Linked DNA regions of Gossypium hirsutum: region 1 is linked to region 2. Evidence: chromatin contacts called from public Hi-C data. All regions are on one chromosome and are shown on one strand. Each heading gives the region's core, a stretch centred on a gene start, on an enhancer-like site or on the middle of the called end of the contact. The rest is flanking DNA. Distances are from core to core; before and after follow the strand shown.

Region 1 (6,126 bases), core at 2,574-5,073, 280 kb before region 2:
TAATTGTTTTATTTATTTAATCTTTATTTACTAATTTCCAAAATTAACCTTAATAACTAAGCCAAATTTCAAATTTTCCAAGCCATTATCATCCACTAACATAATAACAGTCCAATTACCATATAAAGACCTCCACTTTAAAGTTCCATAGCTATTTAATACCTTTAGCTATTAGAACTCAACTTTTGCATTTTACGCGATTTGGTTCTTTTTATCAAAGTGAGCGTGTAAACGGTAAAATTTCTTAACAAAATTTTTATACGATAGTACTATAATGTTGTAGACCATAAAAAAGTAATAAAATAAATTTTTTGACTTCACATTTGTGGTCCCAAGACCACTATTTTGATTTCACTGAAACAGGCTGTTACATTTCACTTATCACTAAGGAACTCTTTGGCACCTATTTTTCGAATCTCTCTTATAGAATCAATCTTAGGTTGAGTTGTAGTAGGTAAAGGTGGAGTAAGAACCACTTTAGGTTGTGGCTGATAAGGTTGTTGTGGTTTAGGTTATTAGTTGTTTACAATGAATTGATCAAACAACTAAGTCATCATCGCGAAAAACACATTTCTAAATGCATTTTTTGTATTACCCAAGTTGTTGGCAGTAGTAGCTTGTTCTTAGGTAGGCACATGACTTTTCGTTTCCTCATAACGACTTATTTAGAGCTATCAGACATTTTCTTATCTCAATACAAAAGAAGATTTATCATAGTACAAAGCATTAAGGACTAAGCTAGAGGTGTAATATGTATGATAGGAGTGTGACATTGCCTTCAGTTTTTTTGAGAACTAGCTAAACCTTAGCTCTGATTCCAAAACTTGAAACACTTCAAACTCAATCCTTAAGGAGGACCCAATAATATTATGTCACTACTTTAAACCATTATCATAAAAAATGTTTTTGGTGCAACTAACTTAAACTATAGTTTACGGTGATATGAAGTATAAACCATTTGACGTACAAAACTAATTAAAAGAGCACATTGTATCACTATAAATACTTAATTGTAAATTCATTAGAATCACACTTTCGTGAACATAAGTTTAAATACAAGATTCATTCTTCAAAATTAAACATCTTGACATCACCCCGCTATGTCATGCATAATACAAAACACTAGAAATCTCACAACACAAATTGTCTTCTGGCATAGTCCAACAACACTTCTTTTACTTCTACAACAAACCTGAGAATGAGAGGTAATTAACCAAGTTCAAAGAACTTAGTGAGTTCCTAAAGAAAACATATCAAATATTTACTAATACACCCAAATGCACCATTTCAAAGAGTCAAACAATCACACTATATGCTAGATGGCGAGTACCGTACACAGACAATCTATATGCTTGTTACCTTTCCTTTGGCGTATACAGTACACCCATGACACCATTTAGACAAACTTTCTTCATGTTAACTATGTACTCAGATCCTTCAGTTAGAGCCATATCATTTATTTCTTTTGTTGTGATTTGACAATCTGGTTTGCAACGTAAAATTGCCCTACTAGAGGCTACATAACATTTTTCATGTATCGCGGTCTACTAGTTCAATGTCCAGTCCATTCAAGACAATGCCATGAATATATTTTCCTTAACCATCATATCTATGATTCAGTTCAAATCATTCTTGCCAGAGTAAAAGGTAATGGTTGCCAAAGTAAAAGGTAATGGTTTAAACATGAAGAATAGTCTTTACTCTTTAACACAGATACGCCAACTCCGAACAACCATCATTCATATACAGACATTTCATCTTTATAGGGTATGAATGCTTACCTTAAGCAAAATATTAACAAAGACAATACACACATGGATGTAAGATGGAACTCACCAGAAAGTGCAATAAGTCTAAATAGTAGGACCTTTACCCTTATCACAAGAACCTTCAAGAGTATCTTGAGCTATAATATAGATAGTTAAACTTATCATATCGCTATACCATAAATTAAATATGCTTGCAAGAAACATAATCATAAAACCCAGATTTAGGAAGTTTCCTTCCTTACATACAAATCTAACACTAAAGCATGCATTGGTGAGATCACGTAAATAACCAAGAAAATAACCTAAAGTTCATCAATAGTTGTCAGGGTGCTAAAATGAACGAATAAGTTGGCTAAATACAGCAAACCCAACTTCAAGTAGGTTTCTGGTCTTAAGTTTCAGAAAGAGTGAGAGTAGAGAAAAATCTAGAAGCAAAATAAATGCGAAGAAGACATGAAACTTGCCCTAGAAGTCACTACTAACTTTATAGAAGTCACTACTAACTTTATAAAGTAAGGTTTAGTGGAAAAGTCAAATTATCCCACTAACCCTCCCTCGATAATCGTGACTAAGTACTCCACCATAATTTTAGTCTTATCAACTATAGTAACTTAGTTCCATTCTAACTAGTTCTCATTAGACTAACTAAATCGTCACACCCAAAAATAATAACTAATTTTATCAAATTACGAACTTAACTTAAACGCCTAAACAACTGGGGTGGCGTATACTCCACAGGAGAGTTTACCAAACTACTGAGCTCGCCAAACACAAGATTCGCCAGTTGATGCATTCACAGAGTCTTATACTTAGTTAAAACTAATACCTTACTCATTCAAATTTTACTTCAAATACCATATCTCTATAAATAGTAACAGAATACTAGAACTTCGTTGGGTGGGCAGTTACATATATAGTGATTAAGGACACCTCAACAACCAATTCTTCCTTAATCGTAAATAATCGTGGGAACCACCCAATGATTAACCCTTATCGAATGAATAACCCCAAAAGATGCTTTCACGACTTAATCCATCAGCGGCCTTACAAGCTAGAAGAATCATACTCTAGTTAACGATCTCAACCGCGTGAATCATTTAAATTAGATCACTTAATCCCACGACGTCACCCAACTGCACTACCAATCGAACCTCACCAACTTGTTCTTCGGTAAAGTAATTCGGCACCAAATTAATTGTACCAACTGTGTATTGTTCCCAACACTGTATAAAGGATCCTTCTTGACACAGAGCTAAAAACAATACTATGAGACGATCCTTTCTATCTCTTGACTTGGAGAAAAAACAAATACCTTAACGAGAAGGGTTAAACACGATTTCGGATCTCACAACTCAAATACCAAATTTTGGTTTACCTTTGGTTAGAAATTGATTTAGTTGCTCATAATAAAAAAAATAACAAAGGAAATATAATTGAATAAAGCGAAAAAAAATAAAATAGAAAAAGAAAAGAAAAGAAAAACAGTAGAAAGGCACAACGCCAAATTGAATAAAGCACATAAATATGTCAAGTTGGTACACTATCGATTGTCTAGGTTGATTTAACAATTTTAAGTGGATTCTCTGCCAAAAGCCATTCACTTTGCTCGGTTAAAATCAATTTGCAAGCATACAATGGGAGTTGTATCATGTTTTAGTTGAATTAATTTGATTTTAGAACGTTGGATTATATCACACTCACGTGTGTAAAAGTAAAATCTTTATGTAAAAATATGTTTATAAAAATGTTAATAATAAATGAGCTATAGGTAGAGGGGTAAAGATTTTATATACAAATTTTCGTCAATTCCAGTTTGATTCTTTGACCTCTATTATTTTTTAGTGTTTTAAATTTTTTTAATTTATATAAAAATAAAAAATAAAATATTATAATAATATTTATAATTTTTTAAAAATATTTTAAATTAAATTTATAATTTTTTCGATTAAATATATATATTTATTAAATTAATATTAAAATAACTTGTAACACTGCATGACAGAATTGGAGTATTGGACTACAAATTCTGAACCAGCACACAAACCCTCATGATGTCCCAGAACTGATAAATATCTATATTTCAGAAATATAAGTAAACAACGGGCGCCATTGAAGAAGTTAGGCCTGGCCCAACAACTTCCACCGCAGGGCTTATCAAAGTCAAAATCAACTTCCCTGCTTTCAATTCTCACCAGCTTCCTTTCCTTTGTATTTCTCTCTCTCTCTCTCTCTCTCTCTCTCTCTCTCTTAAATTATGACTATCCTCTCTAATTCTTTGGTTTTACCCACAAGTCTTCCATTCCAATTATCTTCTTCTGGTAATATAATTCCTTTACTTCATCTCTCTTCTTTTTTCCTTCTGATCTTCTTTTTTTCTGTTCATTCGTTCTAATCAACTTTATTTTAAATGGAATATAATTCAACTTCTAAGTTCTAATGCATAATAAATTAATACTCTCCTCTTCTTTCTTGCTTAGGCCGTCGGATTTATTGCACTAGCTGAAAACTTTTAGCTGCATTTAGTTCTACACTAGTCATTTCCATGATTTTTTTTGGGTTCAAGACCCTGCTTAATTTTGATTTCCCTAAACTGTACTTGTTATTTTTTATTTTTTATTCAGTGAAATAAGATAGTAATGCAGAAAAAAATTTTGAAGGAATATGATCCATCATCGCTGTATTTGTGGACTTTGATTAAATTTTCAATATTGAAGCTGTGGGAGGGTAGTAGAATAATTACAATAGGCCTTATTCATTCTTTAAATATGTTAGCATACTTGTAAAATATTTGACTTGGTGTACCCTTAAACCCTGGGGCAATAACCGACTGCAAATGCTATAAGCTAAAGATGAAAGATAACGATTGGATTCGCTAAAGGTAATAGCTTGGTTGGAATTGATTGTTTGACATGACGCTCATGATTGTTTGTTTATTTTAGTTCAGCCGTTCAGATCTTTTACAACAAGAATCTGGGTTTTAGTGTTGATTCAGATTTTTAGATTATATCATCATTATCGTCATCATGTTCATGTCCATTCTTTGAAATCAGAAAATTGGTTGTCTTTGCTCTTTATACAAACGCAAAACTAAACTAATATTAATTCTATTTTCTATTATATGTCTACACCAAAGCTGTATCATTGTTTTGTTCCTTACTTTTTTTTGTGTGTGTGTTTAGGCTCACATTTAAAGACAGCAGGGGGTGCTAGTCCCACAAACTCGTCATTCAATTCTAATGGCTTAGGAAAACTGCATCTTTCTTCCTCTAGAAGGCCAGTAGTAACAGTTCAAGCTTCCTACAGGTATCATCACTGATCACGTTCGGAGCACAAGAATGCATAATAGTACGTACAAGTAGTCCTGTAACTGGCACCTACTAATGAAAGCATTATCAACTAAATACTTAAGTTCTATGTTGGTCTAACTTTTTATTTTTCTTCAAGTGTATGTTTCAGACACATTTGGATTGGATATGGAGAGATGACACTCCAAAGACCATCCAAATACTTAGAAAATTTTGAATATACCCATGTCAAAGACATACATGTAACAGACGTTCATATCTAAGTCTTGAGTAACATACCTTAAGTTTGTTATGTTGTTTTTGGATGTTCTGTTGTGGACATTAATATTATAGAAATACTCAGTGGGAGTCTCTCTTCTTGTGTCCTTAGTGATGGTGAAAGACCAAGCAGTGCAAGCATCTTTGTTGGAGGTTTTATTTTGGGAGGACTTGTGGTTGGTGCACTTGGATGTGTATTTGCTCCCCAGGTGATATTAGCATTGCAAATGGATGCAAAATTGCACTAAAATATCTCCTTGTTTCTCCATTATGTATATTTGTTATCTGTTCGAGTGAAATAAAACACCTCCATTGATTCATCAATTCGTTCTGGTTTTATAGTTTCTGATTTTTCTATTTAGATGATTCAGACCTGCAGAACTCTGGGAAATATTATTTGTGTTTGGCTTTTTGTATAACCTGCACTATTTATTTTCATGGCTTATACGATGTTCAATTTGGGTTTTCTTGTTATTCTTCAATAGATCAGCAAGGCAGTAGCTGGAGCTGATAGAAAGGATCTAATGAAGAGACTACCTAAATTCATATATGATGAAGAAAAAGCTTTGGAGGTAACTCCCCCCCACCCCCCCCCCGCCCACACCTTTTTTGTCTATAATTATTGGCGTCTGAAGGACCAGTGATTACGGATTAAACATGCGTCCTCTAAATGGTAATGAGTGGGGTTTGTGTTGCAGAAAACACGAAAGATACTGACCGAGAAGATTGCTCAGTTGAACTCTGCTATTGATGATGTTTCTGCTCAGCTTCGATCCGAAGATGCTCCGAATGGA
Region 2 (5,717 bases), core at 341-2,840:
CCGTATTACCGGATCCTCATATGGTGTCCATTGAAACTATGTGAACGAGATAAAAATATTAGTTATATACATAATACTAAATACTAAATACTAAATACTAAAGATGAAACGACTATTTTATGAAACGACTATTTTATGTATATATATTTTATTTAATACTTACTTACGCTTTCGACCGTTGGTCTAATAGAAGCCGTATATCTTTAAGAGTGGTAGGTATTCCAACATAACTCGCCGGGTGGTTCCACCTAATTAAATAAATTTTCAGCATACAATTTTATTTTAAATCTATGGAATAATTGTAAAATCAAATAAAAATTTTACCTTGTTATGAGTGGGAATGTATATGGGTGGTTCACTCGAGGACGTAAGAATGGAAAGCGAAATTGAGCCCATGACTGTAGTAGTGATAGACAACCTCCAATTTTTGCTTTATTTGGTGGCGTCGCCCCGTACATCTCTCGGTACAATGTTGCCAACACAACAGACCCCTAACTAAGTTCGCCAGCTACTCTAAAATCGTAGACACCTCAAATATACAAGGTTTCGTGACAAGTCTGGAATCAGATAACCTCCAATCATCTCAAGGATGTATGCCCGAGCATATCGTATTCTTTCTAATTTAGTCGAATCATTCTCCAGATCTGGGAATGTGTCTCGTAACCAGCTCATCTCAATCCGACCTCCGTAAAAATTATCTGGAATCGCACCCAAAAGATCGTAGCATATGACTCCCCAGTCAGCAGATTGAATGGACCTGGTGAGTGCGGCCCCATCCACCGGCAATCCTAATTGTATTTGGACGTCCTCCAAAGTGATAGTACACTCTCCGCATGGAAGATGGAATGTATGCGTCTCTGGCATCCACCTCTCTATTAATGCGTTGATGAGTTTCGGGTCCAACTTGCACCTTTGGCCTATAATGGCCGCGTGCTAAAAACCCACTTCCCTCAAGTAATTTTCTATCAACGGTGATGGCTGACCAGACATGTTATGAATATAATATTGTAACACCCGATCTACAGGCTGTTATAAAAAATTATAAAATAAAAATTAATTAAAATTACATAAATGAAAAAATATTAAATAATATTCACAAATTAAAATAAACTGTTACCATTTTCATTTGTTCGACGGAGATATGTTTATAATCGAGACGAATTAATTCTCTGACTATTGCTAACACGATCAAATATTTTTGAAATTATAAAAAAAATACTAATTTAGGAAAAAATAAAAGTAAATAACTAGTTACAAAGAGCTTTGAGAAATTTAATAAGAAATTTGAGAGCTTTAGGGAGAAATTGTAGATAATTTTTGCTAAATTATTAAGAAATTTTGTGAGAAAATAATAAGAGAGGAGGGGGTTTTTATAATTTTTGTTTTACCGTTAGAACTCCCAACGGTCAAAAAAATTTAATCGTTGGGGTTGAAAATTTGCCAGCAAAGCGCGCCCCCAAGGGAGTGTTTTGCTGACGTGGCAAAAAACGCTCCCTTGGGGATGCGCTTTGCTGGCACTTTCTCCCTTAAACGCGGCCACGTAGGTGTGTTTTGCCAAAAATAGTCATTTTCGGTAATAATGTTGTAATCGGCTATTTTCATAAATTTACTTAGAAATAGGCCTTTTTAGGTGATTTAGTGAAAGATTAATATTATAAAAAAAGATTACAAATTTAATGTACATGCATGCAATACAGTCTAATAATAAAGACTCAAATTCGTGTCACGTGAGAGTGGGGCACATCCCATCCATTTCACGTGACTTTCCCTCCACGCCGGCATCCTATCCCAGCGATTCCACTCCCCTACTCCATCAAAGAAAAAAAAAATCAATATTTCCATTAAAAAATAACAAAAATAATAAAGGGCAAGAAAAAAAAAAGAATACAGTAATGAGATTGGAGGAGAGATAGCAGCAGAGACAATGAAGAGGAAGAAGGGAAGACCCTCCCTCTTAGAAATCCAGAAACGCTCTCTCAAACAACATCAACAGCAGCAAGCGCTTCAACAAAACCCCCCAAATGTCCTAAACACTATTTCTTCTACCAATTCCAGCCGTCGATCCGCTCGCCGGAACCCCAATCTCCACGGAGGCTCCCCAATTCCCGATTGGATTGCTGGAGGAGATGGTGATGATGATGATGATGACGATGACGAGCGCCAACAGAAGAAGCATAAGCTATTGCTCGGCCTCAATTCTTCTCGTAATCATCACCATTATCCGATTCCTTCGGCTCACAATTCGGCCTCCTGCGGTTCCGATTCGAACGCGGATGGTGGCGATCCCAAGGCATCCCTCAAGCGACGAAAAGTTACCACCCTCAGTCCAGGATCTGATCAAATGGTGATTAGTTATCCATGAATATATATAAAAAATCAAAATAGCTTTTTGTGGGTTTTTGGAAGTGATGTCTTTTGAAACAAAAACAGACAAAACAAGAACGAAAAAAAGAAAAGAAAAAGAGAGATTTTCCTATACTTTGTTTGGATATTTTTATTTATTTCCTTTTTGAAATTGAACTTTTGGATTTCGCGCGTGAATTGAATTCTTGTGATTGGATCGGAGATTATGGACATTGGACAGGTTTGACTAAGTCGTGAAATGTGCTTTTCTTTTTTCTTTTTTGGTTATTTGATATTTATCTTACTCTTTTTTTTTCTTTATTTTCGGAAAACCTGAATTTGTGTTGAAAATCTTCTTTATTTCCTAATTTTACAAATTTTATTCTTTATTATCTTGTATTTATCTGGCCTTTATTTATGTGCAGAATAAGATATGCACAGACCATCATGTCTGAAGACCCAAAAGCTTCAATTTGTCTTTTCTTTAATATTAAGAATAATTCGCTTATCAAAAACAAAAGAATAGTTCTACTTTTTTCCCCCTTTAATTTCTGCTCTCTTGTACTTAGCTTTGCTTTGTTGTAGCTTTTTAATGCTACTTTTCATCACCAATTCTTCAATGAACAAGGCAAACAATCTCCATCTGTAGTTTCTATTTGGGGTGTTAAATATGTTTGTCTTGTTTGCAGGGAGAAAAAGTATCCAAAACTACGCACACACTTCATGGTAAAAATCAATCCCGACTTTCATGAAAAGGCATTTATGGGAATTCTTAAATTTATGTTATTTTTATGTGGACAGGGTCACCGGTGGAGTTTGGCCCCACGACACCTTTGCCAGACAAAAAGTTGTTGCTGTTCATTCTTGACAGGCTTCAAAAGTATCTGTTATTTTCGGTTCTTCAATTATCCTTTTTCTTTTATCCTATTTTTTTATGAGATTTATCTACTACTTGCAGGAAGGACACTTACGGGGTTTTCTCTGAGCCAGTTGATCTCAAAGAGGTTCATTCTCTTTTTCGTTCTTGAATAAAATGTCGATTACTGAAAAGTGAAATCCCATTTCATGTGATCATGTTGGATTGATCTCAATACAGCTTCCTGATTACTGTGACATTGTCGCAAACCCAATGGACTTTTCGACGGTCAGGAAAAAACTTGATGGGGGAGCTTATACAACCTTGGAACAATTTGAGGTTTGTTTTGCTAGACTTCACTTTGCTAATATGGATAATGTTATCTATCTACCCTGGTACAAGGTGTACATGACTGGCTGGTTGTTGCTGATTAAGTATATTTTCTGGATTTTTGTGTATATAATAACAGTTAAGTTTTACCATGATTCTGGCAAGTCCTTGTAGAATAAGGAGGCATTCTATGTCTTATGGGGTTACTGTATAGATGGATCCTTGTTGTACTTGCTTTTACTTATTTATTCTTTTAAATTTTATATAATATAGAAGTTCATTGGCATTGCCTATGGTCTGCCCATAATTTCTGGAATATTGATTGCCGAACTTCATGCTTAGTTTGGTATCATAACAGCATACTCTTTTCGTAGAAGACAACTTTATATGCTGTGAGTTGCTTTTTGAGGTTTACTAAGATGATAAAATCGTAATGAAATGATTTTAGTTTGTATAATGGCACTGGGCTTGTCCGGTGAAGATAGTCTTTTGATTCAATTTCGCAGACGTCATAATAATAGAACTTCTTTTAGGGGATTTGTTTTCCAGCATATGCTTTACACTCAGGATACTTGATGTTGCAAGGACTGGAATTGAAACTTTTAAGTTTGATTCATGCAGAAAGATGTTTTTCTGATATGCTCGAATGCCATACTGTATAATGCACCAGACACAGTTTATTTTCGACAGGTTTGGTCAGCCTTATCTTTATATTAATTCTTTTGTTTTGGTACCCCAGTTTCTATCATTTTAAGCATATTGACTGGTTGGTTAGGCACGATCAATGCAAGAGCTGGCTAAAAAGGACTTTGAGAATTTGAGGCAAGATAGTGATGAAGGTGAACCACAGCTGAAAGTTGTGAGGAGAGGAAGGCCACCTGGAAAGAGTCTCAAAAAGTCATTGGAGTCATTGTCTTCTGACCGTGTTGGTTCCGAGTTTTCCTCAGATGCAGCTCTAGCTTCTGGAACAGATGCTTCCGGCCTTCCCAATACTTACAATTTGAGGAAAGGACTTGGTTTACAAAAGCACCAGCCTGCTGATACATTAACTAGGCCCTCCTTGGGTTCTCATAGCAAGGAAAATTATGCCAATTGCTCTTCTGAATGGGAGAATGAATTTCCAGGTTTGGTATCTATTTGGTAGTGTGACTTTAATACATATATATATGTATATATATCCTTGATTCTTTAACATTTTTAAGGTGAAATGTTATATTGCACTGTTCTTATGCATATTGATTTATTTTCTCACCTTGCAGCTTCTGTTGTGAAGGCTGTGATGAAGTATGGAATGAAACATTTTGCAGTAGATGAGAACAGGCGCGACACCTACAACTATTCATTGAATTCTGGACATGAGCAGCCTATCTTTTCCACCTTGAATGGAGAATTGAAGCAGCTAATTCCGGTGTGTTTCATGTGTTAATGCATTAGTTAAAAGATTAATTTAATGATTTGTTCAGATAGAATGTCTAGTTGACCTTATATTCATCAAGCACAGATAAAATGAATCCTAAAATTTCCTCTTGTTTTTTTGTGCATAATAAATTGTACACAAGATTCTGGGTTAAGAATAGCTTGATTTGTGCTGTATGTTTATGTATCTAGTCAAAGGGTTTTCAAATATTCTGGAATACCATTATTGATTTTAATAAGAGAAGAAAACAATCGGGATCATTGGCAACATAAAATGCTCTATCCCTTCTACAATCGTGACAATCTCACTGGCTAATGTTTTTCTATCTCCCTCATCTGTTTTATGTGAAGTGTAACATTGTATCCATTGGTACGTGGTAACATTTTTCTTTTCCCTTTGCAATGTGTATCAGGTTGGTTTGATTGCAGAAAATGGCTATGTTACTAGCTTGGCACGATTTGCTGCAGATCTTGGACCTGTTGTTTGGAAAACTGCTTCAAGGAAAATTGATAGTGTTTTGCCTAGCAAGGTGAAGTTTGGTCCTGGATGGGTAGAAGAAAACAGGTCGATTGAGCAGCCACAATGTTTGTTTTCTGGAAAGCAGAGATCTTCAAACTCTACATCTGGTAACCATTCTAGCATACATTTAGCTCTAGCTAATTCTGGTTCAAGCTCTATTGCTGCAAGTAGATCTCCTTTGCTATGTAACGAAGACATCAAAACCATTGGACTAAGCTCTCAAAAGGATTTGACTTGTGCACCTTCTCATCA

What was found. A called contact is a pair of places that touch in the nucleus more often than the background predicts.
Region 1: a Hi-C map of leaf shows a contact between it and region 2, with 2.1 times the contacts expected there. The contact joins the promoter of LOC107892532 here to the promoter of LOC107939997 in region 2. A contact is called at or near these places in 4 of 34 Hi-C or Micro-C datasets (all in leaf).

What each region holds. Positions count from the first base shown.
Region 1 is chrA02:33,867,051-33,873,176 of Gossypium_hirsutum_v2.1, reverse strand. LOC107892532 reads left to right here and starts at 3,823. Exons shown (of 5, transcript XM_016817605.2): 1 at 3,823-4,087; 2 at 4,949-5,072; 3 at 5,445-5,541; 4 at 5,818-5,904; 5 at 6,031-6,126. The coding sequence starts at 4,024.
Region 2 is chrA02:33,588,904-33,594,620 of Gossypium_hirsutum_v2.1, reverse strand. LOC107939997 (bromodomain-containing protein 7) reads left to right here and starts at 1,590. Exons shown (of 10, transcript XM_016873409.2): 1 at 1,590-2,344; 2 at 3,033-3,069; 3 at 3,145-3,223; 4 at 3,302-3,347; 5 at 3,440-3,538; 6 at 4,151-4,219; 7 at 4,305-4,653; 8 at 4,789-4,937; 9 at 5,359-5,572. The coding sequence starts at 1,925.